Regions from separate parts of the Sus scrofa genome. Here region 2 is linked to region 1. The links are chromatin contacts, called in public HiChIP or PLAC-seq maps. All regions are on one chromosome and are shown on one strand. The core of a region is the stretch at or near the end of the contact, and the rest is flanking DNA. Distances in the headings are between cores, read along the strand shown. Region 1 overlaps AKAP6 (A-kinase anchor protein 6). Region 2 overlaps AKAP6 (A-kinase anchor protein 6).

Region 1 (6,974 bases), core at 1,839-4,338:
CTTTTTATTTGCTCCACAATTTTCCTTTGTGATATTCATAGTAGAGGAAAAAACAATGTTCCTTTTTTCTCCTTTAGAGAAACTCTGGTCTATTTTCATCAATGCTGTCCTATTTTTAAATCACATAATGTCTGTAACCTGCCCCAAACCTACTTTGGAAGTACATGAAGTATAAATTCCAAACAAATGATTGAGTTTACTGTCCACATGCCTATATTAAATGAGCCGGTTGGAGAAGGTGGTTGGTCAAAACAGGACATTCTGGAGTGGCCACTTTGATGAGAGGAAGGGAAAGAGGAAGAGATTTTGTTGTTAACTTTATCTCATCATTCTTAAGGGCTGAAGTTTTGGGGTTTTTTTGGGGAGAGGTTAAATTTTTTTTTTTAGTAGTGGAGGAACATGTGTAAGAAAGGGCAGAAATACATGCATTTCAAAACATAAAAAGGGGTAAGTATTAACATTTTCAAGATGTGAGAAATGCGTGAGGCTATTTGATCATAAAAAGCAGGTACAATAATAATTCCAAGACCAATAGAATTCATGGAAATTGGTCTAGATATTATCATAATATTTTATATGAAAAGCAGCATTTACCATGGTTTCATTTTAGCGCTTTCTCTCTCTCTCTCTCTATATATATATATTTATAAAAAAACATAATTATAATTATAAATTATATATATTTGGTTTTTTATAAAAAACATAATTATAAATTATATATATTTGGTTTTTTTATAAAAAACATAATTATAAATTATATATATTTGGTCTTTTTTGTCCTTTTAGGGCCATACCCGCAGCATATGGAGGTTCCCAGGCCCGGGGTCTAATCGGAGCTGTTGCTGCCAGCCTACGTCAGAGCCACAGCAATGCCAGATCCGAGCCTCATCTGCAACCTACACCACAGCTTATGGCAACACCAGATCCTTAACCCACTGAACGAGGCCAGGGATCGAACCCACAACCTCATGGTTCTTAGTTGGATTCGTTTCTGCTGTGCCACGATGGGAACTCCCACCACCATGGTTTCATTTTACTGCTGAGCAGTCTTTTAATGACATACAGTGCCACAGTATTTAATTGAGCAAACCTTTCAAAAGGAGGAAAAATAGGCATTCCCTCTGTGGCTCAGTGGGTTAATGATCCGGCTTGACTCTGGCGTTGCTGGTTTGATCCCCAGCCCAGTACAGTGAGTTAAGGATCCAGCATTGCTGCTTCTGTGGTATAGGGCGCAGATGCAGCTCAGATTTGGCTCAGGTTCAATCCCTGGCCTGAGAACTTGCAACAGCAGATGAGGACAAAAAAGAAATAAAAATAAGTAGAAATATTATCTTTATAGAAACATAGTTAGAACAAAAAGCAGAGTTCCCTGGTGGCCTAGTGGTTAAGGATCTGGCATTGTCATTCCTGTGGCTTAGGTCATTGCTGCAGCTTGGGTTTGGAACATACCTGGCCCAGAAACTTCTGCCTGCTGCATGTGTGGCCAAAAAATAGAGCAAAAAGCAAAGACCAAAATTCTTTTTACAAAAACCAAACCTCAAAATACAGAGTAAAAAGCTATAATACTATGTAAAAAAATCACCAAATACAATTATTTTCAGAAGTAAACATTCAATGAGTTCTCTGGGGGCTCAGCTGATTAAGAATCCAACATTGTCACTGCTGTGGCTTGGGTTGCTGTTGTGGTTTGATTCCTGGCCCTGAACTTCCACATGTTGCAGGTGCAGCCAAAAAAAAAAAAAAAAAAAAAGGCTAGCTAATAGCAAGCCTTTATCAAATAAATCATGCTCTCAAATTGAAACAAATAATTTTGATAGATATGAAATCTAAATCAACCAAGATAATATTATGGTTTAGTGATGGTTTGTCGAACGGTTGGGTCAAAATAACTATTTCAAAATAGATACCTTGAATTGTCATGTATCTGTGGGTGGCAGGGCTAGTCATCACCAGAGTCAGAAAACGGTATCATGTCCATGGACTTCAAATATAACTCTTAATGGACTTGCTTCTTCTTTAGTGCTAATAATTATATTCATTTTAGTCAAAGAAAGATATTGTCTTACTCAAGAGGAGAGAATAATACATATTAGGATAAATAATTTAATATGAAAAAAAAATCAATGATCTTCAAGCTGTGATATCCAAACTACTTTGGAAACTCCAAAAATTTTAATAGATTATACATTTATACATGGTATGGTTTCAGAGACTGACCCCCTACCCCCCTGTTTTTTTTTATTGCTTTCTGTCTGAAATTCTATCAAGCCCATGAGGTAACTTACTCATATTGGTCAGGGAGCTCTGAGAAACAACTGTATTTGTCATTGGATAAGTAGAAAAATGGAAAAAATAAGAATTTATAAATAAATTTAGCTTTTCCAACAGGTAGAGTCTTTCAGAATATGGCGTTTAAGATGGGAAAGGATTTGCTATAATGAGATGGCTAACAAAAGAGTTTTCCTGGTGAAGCCAGCACTGTGGAATCACTGAGGTAGTCTACAGGATAGGGCCTTATCTGTAGTGGATTAAGGATCCGGTGTTGTCACTGCAGTGTCTTGTGTTGCTGCTGTGGCCCAGGTTTGATCCCTGCTCTGGGAATTTCCACATGCTGCAGGCATAGCCCCCCTAAGAAGAAAAGAAAAAAGAAAAAGAATAGGGCCTTCTCATTTACTGAGTAGGACCTAAGAAAACTCAGTATAGAAGAAATAGATTTTGATCAAGTCCGGGAGGGAGTGGGCCTGAATCTTCCCTCCCAATGCGCATTTTTAGCACCTGATATGGTAAAGTCAGCAGGAGTCCAAACCTTATCTTAGCTGCTTCACATTTTAGCCCTCAAATGGCCCTGGTGTAGACTAGAGGCAGCTCATTAACAAGAAACTTGTCTTGACTGAGAGTTCTCTGAACAGCACCTATGGCGAGAATACCCTTTTCTCTCATTCTCAGCACTAGGTCAGGGCAGGCAAAACCAGAAATCCCAGGCTTCTTATTACTCTGGGATCAAACTTTAGACTTCAACACAGTGCTGAATGAGAGTGAAACCAAACAGAAAGATACTTGTGTGATGACCACACTGGAAATTCTTCCCTGTGTGCTGCAGGGGCTGACATCCTGATAAAGTTCAGGCGCCTGGTGAAGCTGCACAGATGGGGCCTGGTCTCTGGACTACATGCTTCTTGTCTACATCATAAACATGAATTTCTGAACTGTTCCTGTTGACGTTCTCATTTCTGTTCAGAGGCTGTAAACCTTAATTATATAGTGGGACCCAAACTATGACAAAAGAGAAAATTTAAACATTTCCCTTATGTTCACTTGTCTGAAACCTTCCTTTCCCAACTTTGCAAGGCTGATCTGGTCATCATTTTAGGAAATCACAGTAATTTACTTTGTAAGGCAGGGATTCCATCCATTTTGCTGCAGATATTCCCCAGTGATCAAAGTCCCAGCTTGTTCAATCTGCCTACCTTATAGCAAGTTAGTATGAATGAAAAGCCTTGGCAAATATACCTTATTATATAAAAGAAAGTTAACTTGTTCAAGATGGCAATTTTCCTAGTGCCCTAAAGTTGTACGAACAGTTCAAATATCAAATTTACTTTCATTTTCAAAAGGAATCCAAAGCAGAGAAAAATCTACTTAGAAAAGAATTCTTCAGATTAGGATAATAGATCTTCATTCCAATTATGTACATCTTTATATATAGTGTGGTAATTAGCACTTTAGAATTATAATATTGCCCTACTCTTGAGGCTTTTAAATTTCAGGTATATCACTTTCTTTTTTAGTAATATAAGGATAAATACTGACTTCATAAACTTCACAGACAATAATGTTACTTACTTTCTGCAAATGATGGAAGCTGTATAATTGTGTGTTGCTTATGTTATACTTAGCTTTGTATATTCTTGTCTTAGGAGGTTTTTTCTTTTCCTTTTCTTTTTTTTTTTTTTTTTTTTTTTTTGTCTTTTGTCTTTTCAGGGCCACACCCCTGGCATATGGAGGTTCTCAGGCTACGGGTCAAATTGGAGCTACAGCTGCTGGCCTATGCCACAGCCACAGCAACGCCAGATCTGAGCCTCCTCTGTGATCTACACCACAGGTCACAGCAACACTGGATCCTTAACCCACTGAGCAAGGCCAGGGATTGAACCCGCAACCTCATGGTTCCTAGTTGGATTCATTTCCACTGCGCCACGATGGGAACTCCCAAAATTATTATTTAAAAAAGAGAGATTAAGGAGCAGAAAACAAAATGAAGGAATTATTATAAAACAAATAGACTCACAGTTACAGAGGACAAACTAGTGGTTGCCAGAGGGGAGAGTGGTGGAGGGATAGGAAAAGTTGGTGAAGGAGATTAAGAAGTACAAACTATCAGTTATAACATAAATGATCTACAGGGGTATAATGTACAGAATAGGGAATATGGCCAATAGTATTGTAATAACTTGGTGAAGTAATCTATAGAAATATTGAATCACTATGTTATATACCTGAAACTAATATAAGTCAACTATACTTCAATTTTAAAATAAAAAGGAAAATAAGGAGCAGAATAACTTGCTGACAATGAGAGCATGCCAGAAAGATATGCCCACAAAACACAGGAAAATGACACCCAATTTCCAACTGAGCCAAAAGCAATTAAGAAAATGATAGAAGCTATGGAATAAAAACATGAATCAGAATTGGAAGAACTCAGAAGTATGATGATTGAAGAAAAAGAAGATTTTAACAGAGGTAAAAAACTTAGGAAAGAATTAGAAATAAAAGGAAAAAAATTTCAGGAATAAAGATTTTAAGAAAGGAATACAAGGACAAATAATCACAACAGCTAATACCTTAAGGAATCTAAAATATGGAGGAAAGACATTAATAATAGCCCCCAAATGCAAACAGCCCAAGTACTCATTAACTGATGAATAGATAAATAAATTTTCCTTTCTCCATAAAGAAATACTACTTACCAATAGAAATAATGAACTAATTATATATGTATCAACATGAATAAATCTCAAAAACATTATGCTACATATCAGACACAAAAAACTACATGCTATGTGATCCCATTTAAATGATATTCTAGAAAAGGCAAAATATAAGGATGGAAAACAGACCAGTACTTTGGGAGTTTATATATGCGCAAAGAAAGTGTGAAAAAATTTTGGGGGAGATGGAGATGTTCTATATCTTGGAAACACTCCTACTTATACTTGCCAAAGTTTGCCAAAATGATGTGGTTGGCCCTTGAACAATGTGGGTTTGAACTGAGCAGGTTTACTTATTCACAGATATTTTTGTGAATGCTATAGTACTTCACCGATCACGGTTAGTTGAATCCGAGGATGTGGAAGAATTGTGGATATGGAGAGCTGACTATAAGTTTTAACCTCTGTGTTGTTCATAGGTCAACTGCACTTAAAAAAGATTAATTCCATTGTATGTAAACTACCCCTCATTAAAATAAAGAGTTAAAAGGATTTGAGAAAGTATTAGATACAGGTAGATTGCCAAGAAGATTAAACATGTGTAATAGGAATCTCTAAGAAAGAAAATTAAAACAGTGGAATAGAATTAATACTAACATCTCTATTTCATGAAAACTTTCTTGAAATAAATTTTCAAGTGATTTACAATTATGTATTGGAAAGGAATTCTATCCAGAAAATGAAAAACTATTGGACTATAAAAAGGAGGGAAAAAAAAAATCCTATGGTTATCCAGGCTAAACAACCAAGTCACGAATAAGGGAAAGAATATGTGATGGTCACTAGATTTTTGTCAGCTGATTTTTTTAATGATTTTGCCAGAACACAGTGGAGTAATATATTCAGGATACTTGGGGAAAGAAAAGGGGAGCTAAGGATTCAGCCAAATAGAACTTCAAGTATAAAGGCCACAGATAGATTTGCAAGAAATCAGGGTGTGTTGTTTCCTGAGTAGTTACTAAGGAGTCTACTGGAGAATATGTGTTAAGTAGTAAAAGTGGCTGGACAAAGTCCATATAAGAACTGCTGGCAGTCATTTTCATTGGCCGATAAAAATCACAAAAAGAAAGACAACCGTATGCAACACTTGACAACTGTACAACATCAACCATAAATTAATCTTGCCAAAAGGGAAAATAAAGAAAAAGAAACATGAGTATGATCAAGATTTTAGATCTTAACCAACAATTTCCAGGATACATATGGGAGAAGGGATGTGTTAAATAATGCCACAGAGTTGCAATCAATAAAACTCAGACTGTGAAATATGAAACTTTATAAGGCAGACAACCTTATTTCTTCAACAGAATTTCTAAGGAAAACAGGGAGATGGAGAAAGAAAACCTATAGATTAATAGAGATTTAAGAGCCCTATTAACCAATCAATGTGTTGTGGAACTTGCATGGACCCTGATTCAAAGTTCAAAGTATACAAACAAGATACTGAGGAAATATGGATGCTGATTGGCTATTTGATAATGTTAAAAAATTAATCTTTAGGGGTTAAATAATGGTATTGCAATTGTGTTTAAAAAGAAGAGTCCTTGTCTTTTAGCAACGCACACCGAAATATTTTACAGATAAAACGACAAGATGTCCAGGATTTACTTCAGAATAACTAGAGGTTGGTGGGAGTGGGTGGGAACATAGATGAAGCAAGATTGGCCAAGGATTGATAACTGTTATTGCTGGGTGATGGGTACATGGGAGGTCATCATCCTCTTCTCTCTGCTTTTGTGTGTTTGAAGTTTTTCATAATATAAGGTTTAAAAGTTAGAGTGACTAATATTTATATGAGTTTTATTATACACTTTGCAGTGAAAGCATTATCCTTCTCCAAGATAGGAGACTTAGAGAGGTGAATGTTTGCTCCAGGACACGTTCCAAATCAGGAATCCAGTCTTGATCCTCTGATCCTCTGATTGTGTCTTGACTCTGCCTCTCTAAATCATGCAATCTTAAAAGTGGAGATGACTCTTTTCT
Region 2 (7,168 bases), core at 173-2,672, 170 kb before region 1:
CTTATGACCTAAAGGCCATGTGAAGAAGGTGGAAAAGTCCTCCCTAGTTAAATTTTCATGGGCCAGATTGTTAGAAACATGTCCAAGAAGTGATTTCATAAAACGTTTGAAACTTGGCTGAAAACCCTGGCTGATCTGTATCATCTGGTAAATATTTAGAACTTTGTGTATATTATTTTCAAGAAAAGGCAGTAAACTGTAGAAAAAAAAATTCTTTACCAAAACCAAAACGCTGCAGGACTGTTAGCTCTTGAATCTGAATCAACCCCCTCCCCTGCCCTTCCACCCCCTCCCAAGGTGTGGTGAAAAGGAAAGAGGTCTTATTTCTGATAGAATTAGGTCACTCGATCAAAATTTACTATGGTTTGCTTGTTAACTTAGCAACATCTGGACATATGATAGATTCATTTTTTATCACCTGGTCGATTTTTGTTTGTATTTTTTTTCTTATCCGAAAGAGCTTATGAGATTTCAACATTACCTGAATCTTACAATCTCAGTATGTAACTCAACAGCAATTGAAAATGTGAATTTTCCTATATAGTAGGAGAACTAGAAAGCAGAAAGTTAGCGTTCAGGAATAATACTCCCCAAAGGGCGCAATCAAACGTCAAAGCCATGTCCTAGTTTCCTCAGGTTTTAGCCGTCTGTTAATGATACTATCTTATGTTTTTTTCCCATTGGGGTTCACATCTGTCATCTCATTTGTCTTTTTAAGCAAATGGCTATAGTAATAATGCCCCTATTAAACAATTTGGGGAACAGAGTCATAGATGAAGAATTACTTCCCTGTTTCCCTTTTCTCAAATCATTGTTCTGTTGATAAAAGGGTAACCCAGATGTCACCCACTTACTGTATATTATGTTTTTCCTAGGAAGTAGGTGTATTCCTATTTTTTTCAGATAAGGATAGAGTGGCTTACAAAGATTAAAAGAACTTGCCAGGATGTATATAACTAGTATGTGGCAGAATGGGGAACTAAGCAGAAACCATTATACCATATTGCCTCTCCAGGAATATGCTTTAGAGAAAGCAGCTTCCATAGGGCTGTTGAACCCAGCTGTCTATTTCTGGGCTCCCAGCCAGGTTACTCTTCTCTCTGTCCAACATCCAAACATTCAAGGAGTTGATTTGGACCTCCCAGGAAAGGGTTCTGGAGAGGCAACTGTGCCCTGCCGTCTAGCTTAGACTTAACTGTCGCCGGTAGGACTGTTCTAATATATTTTAAAACAGCATAACAAAGATATAGTAAATTAATATATGCTCTGTGTAAAGGCTTATGAAACAGCAGCGCAGTGATTGTCTAAGGGCTAAGCAGGCAAGCAGGAGGCCTCAAACTGGACACGTCTACCCAGCGTGTACGCAGGCATCATCTCACAGGCTTTATTCCCATCCTGGCCTTTTCCCTTTTCTATTGACTTGGGCAGAGGCCCAACTTTTCCTTACAAAAGATCAAAACCAAGACTTCTTGGCTGTCTAAATCAGATTGTCACTAAGGTTTGGCTGTCTCTCAGAAAAGACAGGCTGGCTTGGCCTGAACTTTCCTCCCTTGGCCTTCCAGGAAATTCAGACTCTACTGGACAACCTTAAAACCAACAACTGTCTCCTTTATACCATAGTAATGGCTTGGACTCAAAAACTGAATGTATCAGACGCCAAGTACATGTCAACTCAGGGGATGCAAGCAGACTCTCCTACTTTTAACCCATCTATCTTTAGGAACCTAACCTTTCTCTTTCAGACCCAATTCTATTTGAGTATAAAGTTTATTCTAAAAATAGGGTCTCTTTCTGGAATGCTACTCTTTTTGAATCCTAATAGATATCTTAGTTACTTTTTTTGATTATTAATCTTCTAGAAGGAATGATTTTATAGAACACATGTACTCTGGACCCTGTTTTTGTAGAATTCACCATAAGGGAAGGTGCCTTAAATGCCTGACTGTACACTGTGTTAGAAGGAGAAAAGGTATCTAAACACTTTTTTTTCTTGGTTCTGTGAGCCACTGAGACTTAATTCTTCAGTTTCTCCCATGCCTCAAAAATTTAAATATCTTAGCTATTCACCAGGACAAAATATCATAAGTGCTTTAGGAATTTCAGAGGAGGAAGGGTGTGGTCAGAATGCTGCCTTCTTTCTCCTTACACAGTCAAACAGTGTCTGCTCACTTTCTAATTCACTGCAGAAAAACCGACCTTTCACTTTAGCCTCTGCATATTAAGAACATGATTTCTAACATTCCGTTCAGTACAGCAAAATTATTTTAAATATCTGATCTCAGATGTTCATTATAATGCTGTATTTCCTCTTCTGCTTTCAGAGATGGAGGTAGTGTCACTCACATCTGGCAAATGGGAAAGGGTTAAACAGATAAGCTGTGACTCATCAACCTAAACAGCCCTGGCCCCAGGCAGCAAGTGGTTCTTTGATCTCTCACTGAACTGGGACTTTATACAGGAAACAGCCTTGAGGAAGGCAGGTTAAATAATTTGACAGTTTTCTAAGCAGCATTCATTTAAACCAGAGGATAATCCTTTCTCATGCCCAAACTTCTCATAAAATAGGGGTGGAACCAGATGTACAGAGGATCCCAAATATGCAATTTCTGCATTGCGCACATTGTCCAGTCATGAGCTATAGAAGTATAGTTGATGATGTCTTGCCTATGTCTTAAATCTCAAACTGAAGAGCATGAGGGGGCTCTTCATTTAGCAAGTTACATATAATATCAAAGAAAGCTGTATCCCTTGGCAACTGCATCTTCTTTGGGGAACAGGATCCCTAACCCTATAGACCCCAAAGTGATAAAGATGGGAAACAGACCCACAGTGAATCATTGAGAATGATGGTAAATGGGGCCATACAGTTTCTACTTTTCGGGTTTCAGACTTAACGAATTCTTATTTGGACACAGTGCCGTGCAGATTTATTGTTAAACTGCATCCTTGGAGAATGGCACTCCATCCTTATAGAGAATTACTTCTAAGCTATTATTTCAGCTGTACCTTCAAGAGGGCATTCCACTGCTCTGTCACACTAGTGGCTTCTGTGTAGTGCAGTGTGTGATAGGACCAATGTATTCCATGGTCATGATCCCACCGCACATGGCCTTCATTGTGAAGTGGGTTCCTGGTCATATGCTATGTTTTTTGGGATTCCATGTCTATGGAAGAGGCACACTGTGATCCCTGGAAAGTGGTGCTCCTTGAGGCTTTGCAGACAGTAAATTCAATCCCATACTCCAAATAGGTGTCTACTCATATGAGAATGAATCATTGGCCTGGAAGAGGTATGGTCAACTTGCCACCTAGTAGTTAGTTGGCCTCCTCAAGGAATAGCACTGATCTCCAAAGTTGGAAATTCAGAGGTGGTAGTAGCTAGATTGGCCTTGGTAAGTGGGACTCATTTTGTTGGGCCCAGCTGTAGCCTTCATCTTTGCCATTGTGGACTTGTGCCCATCTTGCTAGCTCAGGATCATTGATGGCAAAGGCTGACTCATGTCAGCTGACTGAGTCATTTTGCCTATTTAATTGCTCAGTGATTTTTCCATGGTGGATGCTTTCTGATGGCATTAACATGATACAAAAACCTTCACACTTCATACTCACAGCTATATTTACATGCATCTTTGTCTCTCATCTTTTGGTATCTTTTCCTTTCAGGTCCCTGACCAATCAGCTATCCCTCTAGCTGTGCCAGTCACTGCAGTAATTTTATTCTTCTGGCTTCTGTGCTGCTGCTTGAGTTCTGTTGCTTTGGGGGCACATCAGCCCCATCATGGACAATGAGCCAAGCTTTGTGACTGCTTCTCCTACCATAGGCTCTGGCCTGCAGCCACTACTTAAGTTCTTAGTGAGGCTAGTTCTCCTCTCACTAGCGAATTCCTCATGGCCTTGGTAAATGAAGCATCCTCTTGGCTCTCCTCTTGTGGGTCATGGGCATCACATAATGCATCCGTTCTTATATGCCTGCTTCCCCCAGCTTCTTTTTTTTTTTTTTTTTTGTCTTTTTGCCATTTCTTGGGCTGCTCCCGCAGCACATGGAGGTTCCCTGGCTAGGGGTGTAATCAGAGTTATAACCGCTGGCCTATGCCATAGCCACAGCAACATGGGATCCAAGCCGCCCCTGTGACCTACACCACAGCTCATGGCAATGGCTGGATCCTTAACCCACTGAGCAAGGTCAGGGATTGAACCCGCAATCTCATGGTTCCTAGTTGGATTTGTTACCCACTGCACCACGACAGGAACTCCCCTCCTCCCGCCTCCCCAGCTTCTTGATCCCTTCTTCTACTGCCTGCTCAAGCATTGCCACTTTCTTTAGTATAGGCTATAGTTTTCTACAGGCTTCTCAGAGCCTCCTAATAGCAAGTTTGCTCCTTTGCTGGGGTCCTTGCCAGGATGTTAAATCCCATGTCCCAAGAGAATGCCTCAATTTATTCTTGCTTTCACAGTCTTATATTCATCCTCTCTTGGTTAATTAATTGGAGTATAGTTGCTTTACAATGTTGTATTCGTTTCAAGTGTACAGCAAACTTATTCTATACATATATCCATTCTTGTTCAGATTCTTTTCCCATATAGGTTACTACAGAATATTGAGTAGAGTTCCCTGTGCTATACAGTAGGTCCTTGTTGGTTATCTCTTTTATATATAGTGGTGTGTATATGTTAATCCTAATCTCCTAATTTATCCCTTACCCTCTTCCCCCATATTTCCCCTGTGGTAACTGTAGGTTTGTTTTTGAAATCTGTAAGTCTGTTTCTGTTTTATAAATAAGTTCATTTGTGTAATTTCAAAAATTAGATTCCCACATATAAGTGATATCATATGATATTTGTTTTTCTCTGTCTGACTTCACTTAATATGAGAATCTCTAGGTCCATCCATGTTGCTGCAAATGGCATTATTTCATTCTTTTCTAAGGGTAAGTAATATTCCATTGTATATATATGATCCACACTTTCTTTATCCAGTCTTCTGTTTATGGACATTTAGGCTGCTTCCATGTCTTGGCTATTATAAATAGCACTGTGACAAACATTGGGGTGCATGTATCTTTTCTAGTTATGGTTTTAGATAGATGCCCAGGAATTTCTGGAATATATTTTTAGTTGTTTTTTTTTTTAAGAAAACTCCATACTTTCTCCATAGTGGTTGTACCAGAAACAGGCTAATTCTTGCAGCTTTCTTTCCTCTCTTCTCAGTCTTAGCATGTCACCACAGTTTATGCTGGAATTTATCTCCAGTTATCAGTTTGGTAGCCACAGGGCAAATGGGACCACTCCTGAAGGTAGCATGTACTTTTTGTGGCAGAGAGGCCACTGTAGTGTGTTCCTTCATGGGGGATGTGCTTGATTCTAACAAGGAATGCTGGGCTACCTCTGCAGGCTCTGAGGGTTCATTGGAGTATGTAGAGCCATAAGCCTCAGGGGCTTTAGCCCAGATTCCCCCGTATGGGTCCCAGGTTTTTCCAATTAGGACTTTTGCATGATAGATCTGCCTTGGCAAAGCATTTAAATGTTTCTGGAGCTTTGGACTATTAAGCCATGAGTTTACTCCTCAGTTTTGTCTATTCTCCCACTGTAAGAGAGAGAAGGGTGTCTTTTGTAAACTACCAAAAAGGCTTTCTGTTTGTTATACTTAGTCTTCAACTGTGGTAGATGCTCTCAAGTTGCTCATTAAGGTAGGGAAGACTGCAGGCAGAGAAGTGGAGACAGCAGCCCTGAGGTGTGCCATGCAGAGCTCTTGGCTGCGCAGCATGTTAGCTGCCAGTGTCCAGTGGACAGGGCAGTACGAGTCAGTAATTATCAACTGACTCCACTGTCCTTTTATACATTGTTCCCCCACTTACATTTCAAATGCCTGCATCTTTCCAGCAAGGGCATTCCCCTCCATTGGCATGTTATTCCATGTCACTACCAGTAAAATCTTCAGCAGCTGGCATTGGGAGTTTGGGGTTAATAATGCAAACTATTACTTTTAGGATGGATAAGCAATGAGGTCCTATTGTATAGCACAGGGAACTATATCCAATCTCCTGGGATAGACCAGGATGGAAAATAATATAAAAATGTATTTATATGTATGACTGAGTCACTTTGCTGCACAGCAGCAGTTGGCACAACACTGTAAATCAACTATACTTATAGTAAAAAAAAGGAGTCATGTTTGGTCTGTGCCTTCAAGAACTCACAGTCTAGTAGCTAGAGGCAGGCAAATGTGTGCCATACATTATTTTTTTAATTTCTCTTGCTATATTTTTTTAAAAAAAATATATAGTAGAAGTAAGGCAGGGGCACTTGCGAATGATAACAGCCAGGTAGATTTATCTTGCTCCATATAATCCAAACAGGCTTTCTTTGAGGGAAAGTTAAACCTTATTTCAGGTTACCATAGGAGAATTAAAATTTTCCCTCCCCAACTCTGCGTCTAACCAAACAGTATAGATTTTACATGAAAAATAAGTCATTACCTGGAATATAGTGATTAACCTATTTAAAAATGCAGAGACATTTCTACTAATGAAAAATTATGGTCATTATGTAGGTTTCTGACTGTTCCTAATTACCTCCAGGCCAATTTCATGAAAAGTTGTAAATAAAAAGCACTGCTAGCAGCATTGTGCAAAAAGAAGCCTTTAAACATGATTCATCTAAGTCTGGTGATTGCAGTGAAAGATAAAAATAAATTGTTAACCTGTTCATAATCTTAGGTAGAAATAGATACTTGTCCTATTCAAGACTGAAATTCTCTGAAATTTTTTTTTGTTTTGTCAGAAGAAGACATTTAAAAAAATGTATGTTTGACCTTTTATTTATTTATTCTTTAAAATTGAGGCATAGTTGATTTATAATATTAGTTTCAGGTATATAACCTAGTAATTCAAAATTTTAAAGAATTTTTAAGAAGCAAAATTTTTGTGTTTTAATTATTTTTCTTGGAAAAATGTTTAATATTTGATGTTTTTGTCTTTGATGTGACTTAAAAACCTTGAGCAATGCCTCAAGGAAAAAGCAGCATATCTGGGTTTATGTCTGTTTTTTTCTGTTGTTTCCTCATTTATTCAATGTTTGTTGAGTGACTACTTATCTTTATATATTGTCTAGTATATAGTATACTCTCAATTTCATGGAGATCAGACTTCTCAGATTTTCATGAACAGGG

The links. HiChIP or PLAC-seq counts read pairs in DNA pulled down with a chosen protein or histone mark.
Region 2: an H3K27ac HiChIP or PLAC-seq map of skeletal muscle shows a contact between it and region 1, with 8 times the contacts expected there. The contact joins two enhancer-like sites. A contact is called at or near these places in 18 of 47 Hi-C or Micro-C datasets (adipocytes, alveolar macrophages, brain and 11 more) and 1 of 2 datasets of contacts at active chromatin or transcription factors (skeletal muscle).

Annotation. Positions count from the first base shown.
Region 1 is chr7:67,253,010-67,259,983 of Sscrofa11.1, reverse strand. The region is part of intron 4 of AKAP6 (A-kinase anchor protein 6); the gene reads left to right. Among named protein-coding and RNA genes, the nearest start is that of AKAP6, 210 kb to the left of the region's middle. Within about 2 kb of position 3,088, at least 22 of the 83 cell types and tissues checked have an H3K27ac peak or open chromatin away from gene starts, as enhancers often do. A contact at or near this core is called in fetal skeletal muscle, skeletal muscle and subcutaneous adipose tissue, where this site is marked.
Region 2 is chr7:67,419,840-67,427,007 of Sscrofa11.1, reverse strand. The region is part of intron 1 of AKAP6 (A-kinase anchor protein 6); the gene reads left to right. Among named protein-coding and RNA genes, the nearest start is that of AKAP6, 39 kb to the left of the region's middle. Within about 2 kb of position 1,422, at least 26 of the 83 cell types and tissues checked have an H3K27ac peak or open chromatin away from gene starts, as enhancers often do. A contact at or near this core is called in fetal skeletal muscle, skeletal muscle and subcutaneous adipose tissue, where this site is marked.